Regions from separate parts of the Gossypium hirsutum genome. Here region 2 is linked to region 1. Evidence: chromatin contacts called from public Hi-C data. All regions are on one chromosome and are shown on one strand. Each heading gives the region's core, a stretch centred on a gene start, on an enhancer-like site or on the middle of the called end of the contact. The rest is flanking DNA. Distances are from core to core; before and after follow the strand shown.

Region 1 (5,032 bases), core at 1,187-3,686:
TACTGTGTTGAGGATTGTGTCATGCCGACACAGATACTCCTCCACTTTTGAAGGGTCCAAGTATCAGAGAGGTGGCAACCAAGTGCAGCTTTATGAGCTGCTAGATCCCCTCCTAAAAGATGATTACATGGGGTCTATATGTTTTCGTATTTCTATATATTCTTGCCTTTTCTAGATATGCACAAGAGGCAGTATAGTACTTTTTAACTTATTATAGTCCATAGCTCTTTTTGAAAGAAAAAAAAAAGATTCTTCTCAATTAGATGACGATCTACATTGCACGAACCAGTCACAATCAATTCAATTTATCAGATTTCTATCTTTTCAAATTTTTCCTTGCTAAGAAACTTACTCATGCATTTTGACTCTAGACCAGAAACACAAATCTGGATTACTGACATTCAATAAATTAAACTTATTCCCATGTTTGGCATGGTTATTTATAATAAATTAAGGATACCCGTTCAGCAATGCTGTGAGGATCCGTGGCCTGTCCTCGTCTAGCGCGCACCCTTGGACGCATTGTCGGTGGATGTGGTGCTGCAGAAACAGTTGCTTGCATAGGTTGGCCATGGAAAACCTGGAAAGTTATATAAGTCACATCATCAATGATGCAAATTTATAGATAAGATAGAACTAACTTCAATACCATTTTCTTTCCCGCCAACCCATAACAAGGAAAGAACGGTGAATGGAGAAAAATCACTTAGTCCATAATTGTTTTGATTTTATATAAAAGCAAGTTTTAGGAATCAAAGCATACAGCAATGGACAAACAACAGAAATCTTGCCAGATTTGGACTTTTAGAGTCTTAAACTTTTGCAGAACACTTCCCATACAATTTGTTGAATAACCTGACGGCATAAATAACCAAATACAAAAGCAATTACTCAAGTTGATAGAATGTCTTGACCACGGCTGAGACAGTGATACTTTAAAAACTATAGTAAATCAACAAATGAGAACACAGATCCATCTTTCTTCTGTCATAATTTTAACTTTCATACATATTTTATGATAATACCAAGAGAATGTTCTGAAATTTGACATCTTCCACCAATAACTTGACTCATATGATGTTGACAATTTTTGGAAGCTATGAACATGAAACCTACTAGACATTAAACCAGTTTCTCCTGGTAGATGGGGCCATTAAACAAAGACCGGTTTACTTAACTACAAATCAAGGAATCAACTACTAGTAATTTTACAGAAGATTTTTATTTCACTACTATGACCCTAGCTTTCAAGTTCCAAATACATGCCCTTTAATTCTTGAAAAAAAAAATTAACTTGTGAAGCACAACTCTTGTTTAATTTTGGATTCAGGTTTACAGCAAATCAGCAGTTGAATGGTCTTCAATGATTGAATAATCTTACTCTGCCAGTTAGTTTATGACTTAAGCAACTCTAAGACATTGATGTACTGTATCCTTTGTCAAATATCAAAACTTGGCATCCCACAATAGTAACTCCCACCAAACCCTGTCATGTCTTCCCTTGTCTTCTCTGCTATCAGACAGAAACAGGCATGGGATAGTAACATGATAAAAGATCAAACAGACAAATATGCTGTCACCCCAAGTTTGACAATCTAAAACTTAAAATAATCCAAAAAGGACAAATGAACATACTCCATTTACAGAGGAGAAAATTGACAATTATTAAAGATAATTATATTTAGTTATCAGCACCATAAAACCTAGCTTCTAAGTCAAGCTCCTGAAAGGAAATTCATATATAAAAAAGGGGAAAAAACTTTTAGAGGGAAAAAGAATTTTTTAAGTGATAAAGTACTATTTTTCTTACATTTTTTACAGAAGAAGCCCGGTCATCAACGACCCCGTTCCGAAACCGCTTCCCACTACCGGAAGCTTCCTCGGGTTTCAAAAACCCGCCTTTCCCTTGCTCCAAGCTCAAGCCCAAGGGGAAAACCTGCCCATGAAACGCACCGCCTCCACCGCCGCCGATTCCGCCGATATGAGCGGCGCCATCACCGGAGCTGAGCTGCAAAAACATTGGAGCTCCAGCTCCAGGAGCGGTTGCAGCCAATCCAGCGTCGGATCCAGCTAAGCCCGTTTCAGAGGGCGCAAAGTTAGGGAGGCCGAGGATTTGCTCGAGGAAATCATCGGCGGCGGGGGCCTCGTTGGTGTTATTAGCCATGAGAAAGCCGAAAAAAAGATAGCAGCGGAAAGTGAGTCCAAGTAGCGGCGTTAGAGACTAACCAAAGAGCATCTACATGCAAAGGAAATGGCGAAACTGAATTGAACCAAAAAAAAATATAATATAAAAGCAAAATAGAAAGTTTGGAGTTTTGGCTTTCCTCTTCCTTTTTTTTCTTCAGCTCTGGGAGAGAATCAGAAAAAGACAAATATATACAAAGAAAAAGAGGGAAGTAAAAAGGAGAGTGCTTTTATATTATTTTTCTTTTCCTCTCTTTGAATCGTGGTTAAAAGCATAACGCTTTTTGTAATAGGGCTTCGAGTTTCACCCAAATTACGTGGCAACCCTTTTTTCTCTCTCTGGTAAATCAAATGCTTTAACTGAGATTGAATAGAGGTGTGACATATTTAGCTTATTTTTTTTCCCACGCTACAGTATTGTTATAGTATTTAATTTCACTATCATTACTATTTTTATATTAAATACAGGTAAACGCATCGTTCATCCAAACTTATCCTACATAACATCATCATAATGTCTTGTTTGAATTTTGAATTTTGAATTTTGAATTTTTTATCATTCTAAGATTTTAAAATAAAAAAATGTCTTTAAAATATTTTATATTTTAAATACTAATAATAAATTAATATAAATAAAATATTAAAAATTAAAACAATTTTATGAACGAAATTCTTGAAAAAATAAAAAGAAATTTAATTTTAGTTTATTTATCTATTAGCACAATTTTATCCAATGTAGAACTATTTATTGTATCACCAAAAAAGGATGTAGTTTTTTTTTAAATTTAAATAGTATCCATCATGGGATTTAAAATTAGATAAAATTGGTGGTTTTAAAAATTAATTCAACAATCGATTTGTAGTATATTTATTGGAATAGAGTGGTTTTGAAGAGAGAAGAGAAAACATATCACGCGTTTTCATCCTATGGTCAAATTCTCCAACGATCGAATTTTCAACGGCCATAAAAAAAACAGTTAATTTTTATTTCTATATAAACCCAAATCTTTGCCTTTTTTTTCTAGCTAAAAACAATTAATAAATTAAACTCTTAAATTACTTTGCATATAAATATTTTTAAATACATCATTTAAAAATAATAATTGAAATAATCAATAAAATAATATCTACTTATTTCTTGGATCCTAGATCAGCTTCTAACATATTAAATATCATAAAAAATCATTCCCTTTAAGATATTATTCTAGAAACTAAAAAAAATTAAAGCAAAAAATATTATAAACACTAATAAGAATATTAATCATTAAATTTGTATAATTATTATTATTATTAAAATTATAAAAGAATTTCAATTTAACTAACTTAATTTTTAAACCATAATCAGTTTTAAATGATTTAATAAATTTCATTTATTCATTTTTTATTACCATTATCAAATTCTCAACAAAATTTTATATATAAATAAAAAATAAAAATAAATGTTATATTTAATAATAATATTGTTATTACACTTTGCTTACACTTATAGAACTAAAAAAATCATTAATTAAATTCTTGAAAATATTATAATTTTTGAAAATAAAAATTTAAGTTTAAACAATAAATTTAAATATATAAAATGATACTCAATTAGAATATCAAATTCCTTTTTGTATGAGTAAATCATATTTTACTAATGAATTTAAATATCTAAAATGTTTGATTTAGTCCAAATAAATTTGGGTAATCATTCTTTGATTCATATAAATTATGAATCAAATATTTGAATATTGAACTTATCATGACTCTATATACATTTGTATAAAGAAAAATATATAATCTCTCAATATAAATAAATTTACATTACGGTCTCTTTGCTCTTGCTAAATTTGGGATTCAGTCACTATATTTTAAGTTGACAAAACTTTATCGCTCTATTTTTATAATATCATTAGTTAGTACAAATAATTAACTATTGCGATTAAAATGCTTCATAGATTTTTTTTTCCTTAAAATCACAAATTCTAACTCATCATGTTGAAATATATAATTTTTGTGTTGGAATGGTATTTTAAGTGAAATTCACTTTAGCATTCTAACTGAAGTAGTTACTGATATTAACTATTTGAACTGACAAATGATATTATAAAAGTAAGATAATTAAATTATGTCAGATTAAAATATAAGGACTAAATCTCAAATTTAAACATGATAGAGGCACAAAACTGAAAGTCGACCATTACCTTATAAAGAGTAAAATTATTCGGGCTAGCAAATTAATGACATTATAAAAGTGAAGCGATCAAACTAAATTAAATTAAAGTGTAAGGACTAAATTTTAAATTTTAACATAATAGAACCACCAAAACTGAAAATAAACCATACCTTGAAATGACAAAAACAAGGACAGCTGTCGCTGCCAATAAAATCTAAACAAGAGCATTATATGAATTTGAGATTTCAAAATTCTAGTTTTAACATTTAATTTTATCATTAATTTATATTTAAATTTATTCAGGAGTTAAATTATGTGTCTAAGTTCGAAAGTTATACTAAAATTTGAGAGTTTAGATAAAAATATTAGACTTAAAAATGAGTTTAAAAAAAATAAAGTATGCCCATATAAAATATGAGTTAGACACTTGAACCCGAGCTGACTCGTTTCTAAGTTTAAAATATATTAATATTATGTTATTTTTATGTAATTTATAATACACAAAAATTAAATCTATAGTAATATATAATATTATAATGTAGACATTAAAAATGTTAAATGACAATCTATAAAATTTTAATGAATGAAGCATATATAAATTTATTAAATGTTAAATTAAAAATAATATACATATTTTTCAAAATAAAAATAAAAAATAATTTGGACATGCTTAGAAAAAATTTTAGGTTAAAT
Region 2 (5,032 bases), core at 1,056-3,555, 140 kb after region 1:
TCAAACAAAATTAACAGAGGTGGGGACATTTCCACCACTTTCCAAGACTAGCATTAATGGGATGCTCTAACCCACTTGTCAGGCAAAGTTTTACAGCGGTAAGTATATTCTTTTTCTCACTCAGGTAACTTTGGTTTGCAGTAAAAAAGGGAGGATGTTTCAATTACTTTCCCATTTGCGACATCTCCATTCTTCTTCTTTCTTTTTGGTTATTCTAAAATTATTTGCTTTTAATGTGGTCTACCAAATTAATGAAACTATATGAAATCTACACGTAGATAAAGAGATTTACGAATACTCGAAGATTTGTTCTCTTACCTTTGAAATCCATTCTTCGTTTCATCACAGGGGAAGTAGACGAATCATCTTTGTAAAAGGACGCGTCGAGTACCGAAACAGGACTCGGCTGCAACTCAGTTTGAGCTGCGTTCATCTTTGCTATGCTGTGAAGCAACTTATCACACCTTTCCAATAAGCTTCTCCCTTCCTTATATTCCTCCACCTTCAATTTCTGTGCATGCCATTCAAATAAATTAAGGTGATTAACTAACCATTTAGTTAAATAATTGAGCAATTTTACCTCAGCATCAGTTTGAGAAGATGAGCTGGAGCTACTTTCAGAAACAGTTGATGTTTCATCCTCCGCTGGGATAAATACTTTCTCAGCCGTTGATTTTCTGTTTCCCGCTGATCTATTCGCCTGATCTAGTTCGGTTCTTCTCACATTAACTCTAGCAGACTGAACCGGAGACATTCTTCTCTGTTCAACATTGCCATTCCCTCTCTGCGTTTCAATCCTCAAAGGCCTTCTGCTTGGACTCCTGATGCCACTTATTCTGCTTTGGTTCCGTAAGTTCCTTCCAGCATCCGGTCGATCACGTCTTGGACTCGGCGGCGGCGGCTCCAGTTTCGAGTTCCGGCGAGCTCCATTTTTTGATCTGTAAGCCGGAGGAGGTGAATCGTTGCTGCTTCTCCTGATTGGTGATGATCTTTCCGGTCTAATAACAACAATTGGAGATTGTTCATAAACAAAGCTCCTTTTATTCCTTTGGTTTGGAGGTTTCGTAGTATGTAAAAGGCCTTTAAGTTGCAAAGCTTCGAGGATTCGCTTAAGATTCTCGAGATCTTTCGACGGCTCGTCAATTCCTCGGAGCTTAAGCTCTTTCTCAATCTCTCCATTGATGGAAACTGTTTGCTTTGTCTTTGGAAAGAAATCAACTGAATTGTAAAAACGTTTAGTTTGAACCGTTCCTCGAACCGGAGTTTTAACTGGTTCACGTCTCACAGTGCTTGAGCCTTCAGTTCCATTTCTTATTACTTCATCTAGCTCGGCACCATTTTTAGTTACCACATTGCTCGAAATCCCCCCATTTAAATGGATATTAATTCTATCTATAAAACGATACTGAAATAGATCTCTGCCTCTTGCTTCCGACGCGGATCTTCGGAGCTCCGCTCTTTTATTCGGTTCGGGATCTGAATCCGGTAACGGCGCCTCAAGTCCCATGAGCCTTGCGACTACGCTAGGTGAACGTCGTTGTTTGTCGATACCATCCACTCCGTCTTCTTCTCTATTGCTTTCGCATTGGTTGGAAGGTAGAATGGCGGTATTCGTACGGATCTCTCGTGGCTTAAGGCTTCCAGTTGCATTGACCACGGCTCTGCTATCTAGAGAAAGCCTTGGAGCTTCTTTGGAGAATTTCCATGGCGAACTTGCGCCGTCTTCGTTGAATTCGAAAATTGGACGGCCGCGAGGTGACTTGTTCTGGCTCCCCATCGCAATGGAAGGTTCCGGTGACGGCAGCTTCTCTATTATTTTAGATATTGCTAGTGGTGACTCAACGTTCTTCTCTTGCTCCGATGTCATTTCTCTGGACTGAGAAAAAAAACCGTAAGATTACATTTCAGTAGAAGTCCACATGCACATCATAAATAGGGGGAAAAAAAGGAAACCAACCGTCGTGGAAGGGAGGCGCTTAACAGTGTGAAGGCGTTTGCCGGCAAGAATGTGGTGACAATCAAAGATCTGAAAAAAACCAGCCATGCAACCCTTTTGTTTCTCATCTATTTTCTTCTCAATATTTTGCTCTTGCACTATCCCCGCCATCATTCAAAAAAATAAAAAAATCTCCGTTGGAACTCAACAATAATACCTCTTTGAATTACTATGATTCCATTTCTCTCTTCATCTTTTGCAAGTTTCTTGCTGTCACTCTGTGGCTGAGTTTAACCGCAACACAACAGTGCAGCCTTTATATTCGTACTTCATTCTCCCGCTTTTATGGTCTTTAAAAGGGTGGACCACGTTAAGGAACAAAAAGAGCAGTGGTGTGGGGACACATGGCTTCTCTCGTCACTTGTACGCAACTTGACCTTTACTATAAATTCGATGACGTAAAATTTTTATTTTTCAAATAAAATACAATATTAAATGGGTGTATGATAAGAAAATATAAATATTTAAATCTTTGTTTTTGAAAGTACAAACTATTTAATCTAAAACTTATAAACCAAGAAAACAAAAATATAAAAAGTTTGTTGGCACTGACACTGGAACCCGCAGCTTGGCCAATGCTTTCTCCTAACATTTGCTCCCTTATTTTTCGTGCCTTTGAACGACTGACCACCCCCTTCATTGCCTCCATTTTATGTCGATTATACGATTTAAAAACGTTAATAACCATAAAATCATTATTTCCCTTTGAAGGTGCATATGAATCATTTAAAAGCAAGATGAATATGGAAGCCATTAACGTGAATCACGAGAACGTACATTGTAATGACACCTGTAATGTGCACATTTAACTTACAATGTAGATAAAAAAAATATTTATGTGCTATATTTGTTAAAAATTAAAAGTGCAGTCCGTGAGTAGTGGGAAACCAAAAATAAATAAATGTCCAGTTTTCCAGTTTTCAGAATCCAAGCATAACCTTGAGTAGACCAAAAATAAATAAAGATTAAAGAATAAAACATTCGCCACTAGCCACTAGCCACCGCCAGCCGGCTTGCCACAATGGGTGGCCGAGCTGATCCAAAACTTCCAGTATAAGTGGCTGCAGCACTACTAGACGTGCAAGAAGTTGGCAATTTGCAGTTGAGGTATATGGACTTTGATGACCTGGCACGTGGCGAACGCATGAACTGATTGGTTGCACCTTGTTAGAGGATGGATACAGTCACTACAGTTCCAAAAGGAATCAAAGTGGATGGCCAGCTGCCACCTTTGAAAATGAAGGGCGTTAAGGAATCTGTTTCCTCCATTGGTTGTTGCACTTGCCCTTTATTTTATGCCACTTAAAGATTCCTTTTCTTTGTTTTTTTTAAAGAAGAAAATTTAAGAACTTACTTTAAACTTAAGATTATAACTTATCGAATTTGAGTTTTAACAGTAACGAAATCATTAATGCCTCAATCAACAACTAGTTGATTTTCATGAAATTTTATTACTACCTTACGTGTTTTTTCTTTAAATAAAGTTTAATAAAGAAATTTTTAAAATGTCATCTATTTCGTAATCGATTGAATTTTCAATAATGAAAGGTTTTGGTCTTATGTAGAGATTTTATCCCCCACTTCCGTCAAGAGCTATAAACGGTTTGGGGAGAGAGGCACCTCCTTTGATAGTGATACAAAAATACGACCTACAAAATTGAAGGGAGAGATATTAATATAGTATTTAGAATTAATTATACAAATCATCTGGGTGCATAAGAACTTGAATTAGGTGACCTCTGAAATATTTCTTTAGGTTTTATAAGTGGTATATTTATATAAGAAAAATAAAAAGATATTACTCAAAGGAGAAAGATACATAAGTGAATGAATTGACGCTTTTCTTTGCTTGTGGTAGAATATGTGACCATGTATGTTGGTCTAAATTAATAATAATCTCAATCTCGGAAATGTGAGAAAACGTTAAATACGAAATTGGAAAAAAATATCAAGTTTAAATACCAAATATTATATTAAATATTAATTTTGTCATTTCCATCCGGACCGAGTTTGATTCGATTTAAATAAAAAAAATATTTTAAATAATTTTAGTATAATCAAGATAATCATTTTTTATTTCATTTTCCGAACCGTAACCAATCGATAGACTAAGATAACCAAACCATAAATATTCGACTCGGATGTCAAAATTCCAGACTAATTTTGGACTTTATTTTCACATTATAAGTTTTGTTTTATGGTTGTTGGTCCATATTTGACAGGGTTTTAAAATATTTTTCATAAATATTTAAAAAATTAATTTAAGTAAATAAAAATAATGAATAACTTTTATATTATGTATATGTTATTTTTTAACAATGGTAACTCAAAATTATATTATAGACTTATTTTGGTAAAATTATTTAGATAGTAGTTAATTTGAAACGTTGTAGCATATAAATTGTATATATAGCATGAGTAAATTTTATAAGCTAATTAACCATTTCCAGATTTGAATAACGAATATTCGTAAAATTGATTTTCAATAATGTTTCGTAAAATCGTTATTGAACTGAAAATGAGGTGCTCTAAGTTTTTTTTTTAACTAAATGAAATAAAGAATTATTGATTACTTATTATAAAATCAAATTAAATTAATTTTTTTAACACAATATTTAGAATTATCCATAATCCTTCTCCAACTTATAAATACGAGGACAACACGTTTCAACGTACTCTAACCTATATCCTCTTATATTGACAACAATACCTATACCGATCGAGTTAAGGCCAAACCGAAAAATCAAATTTAATGGACTCCTATTTTAGGTTTAAATGCTTTTTATTAATCTTGTTTATGGGCATATCAATAACGAAATCATTTGAATGCTTAGCAAACATCAGGATGTAATGTTTCATTGTTGGGTCAATGCTATCTATTAAAGGCCAGCTTACAAAAAGCAGCCCAACAATAAGCCCTAAGATTGACATTTTAATAAATAGATTTTTTAGTATCCCAAGTCCAAATTAAATTTAGAGGTGGGAAATCTTTGTCTACAATAATAAATTTATTACTAGAATTGAGTTAGCTCCAAT

The links. A called contact is a pair of places that touch in the nucleus more often than the background predicts.
Region 2: a Hi-C map of leaf shows a contact between it and region 1, with 2.3 times the contacts expected there. The contact joins the promoter of LOC107915274 here to the promoter of LOC107915210 in region 1. A contact is called at or near these places in 6 of 34 Hi-C or Micro-C datasets (callus, hypocotyl, leaf and 1 more).

Annotation. Positions count from the first base shown.
Region 1 is chrD08:9,072,268-9,077,299 of Gossypium_hirsutum_v2.1, forward strand. It overlaps LOC107915210 (transcription factor UNE12), which reads right to left and starts at 2,437. Exons shown (of 6, transcript XM_016844378.2): 1 at 1,811-2,437; 2 at 461-580. The coding sequence starts at 2,164.
Region 2 is chrD08:9,214,726-9,219,757 of Gossypium_hirsutum_v2.1, forward strand. LOC107915274 (protein LONGIFOLIA 1) reads right to left here and starts at 2,306. Exons shown (of 4, transcript XM_016844445.2): 1 at 1,958-2,306; 2 at 581-1,871; 3 at 319-511. The coding sequence starts at 2,064.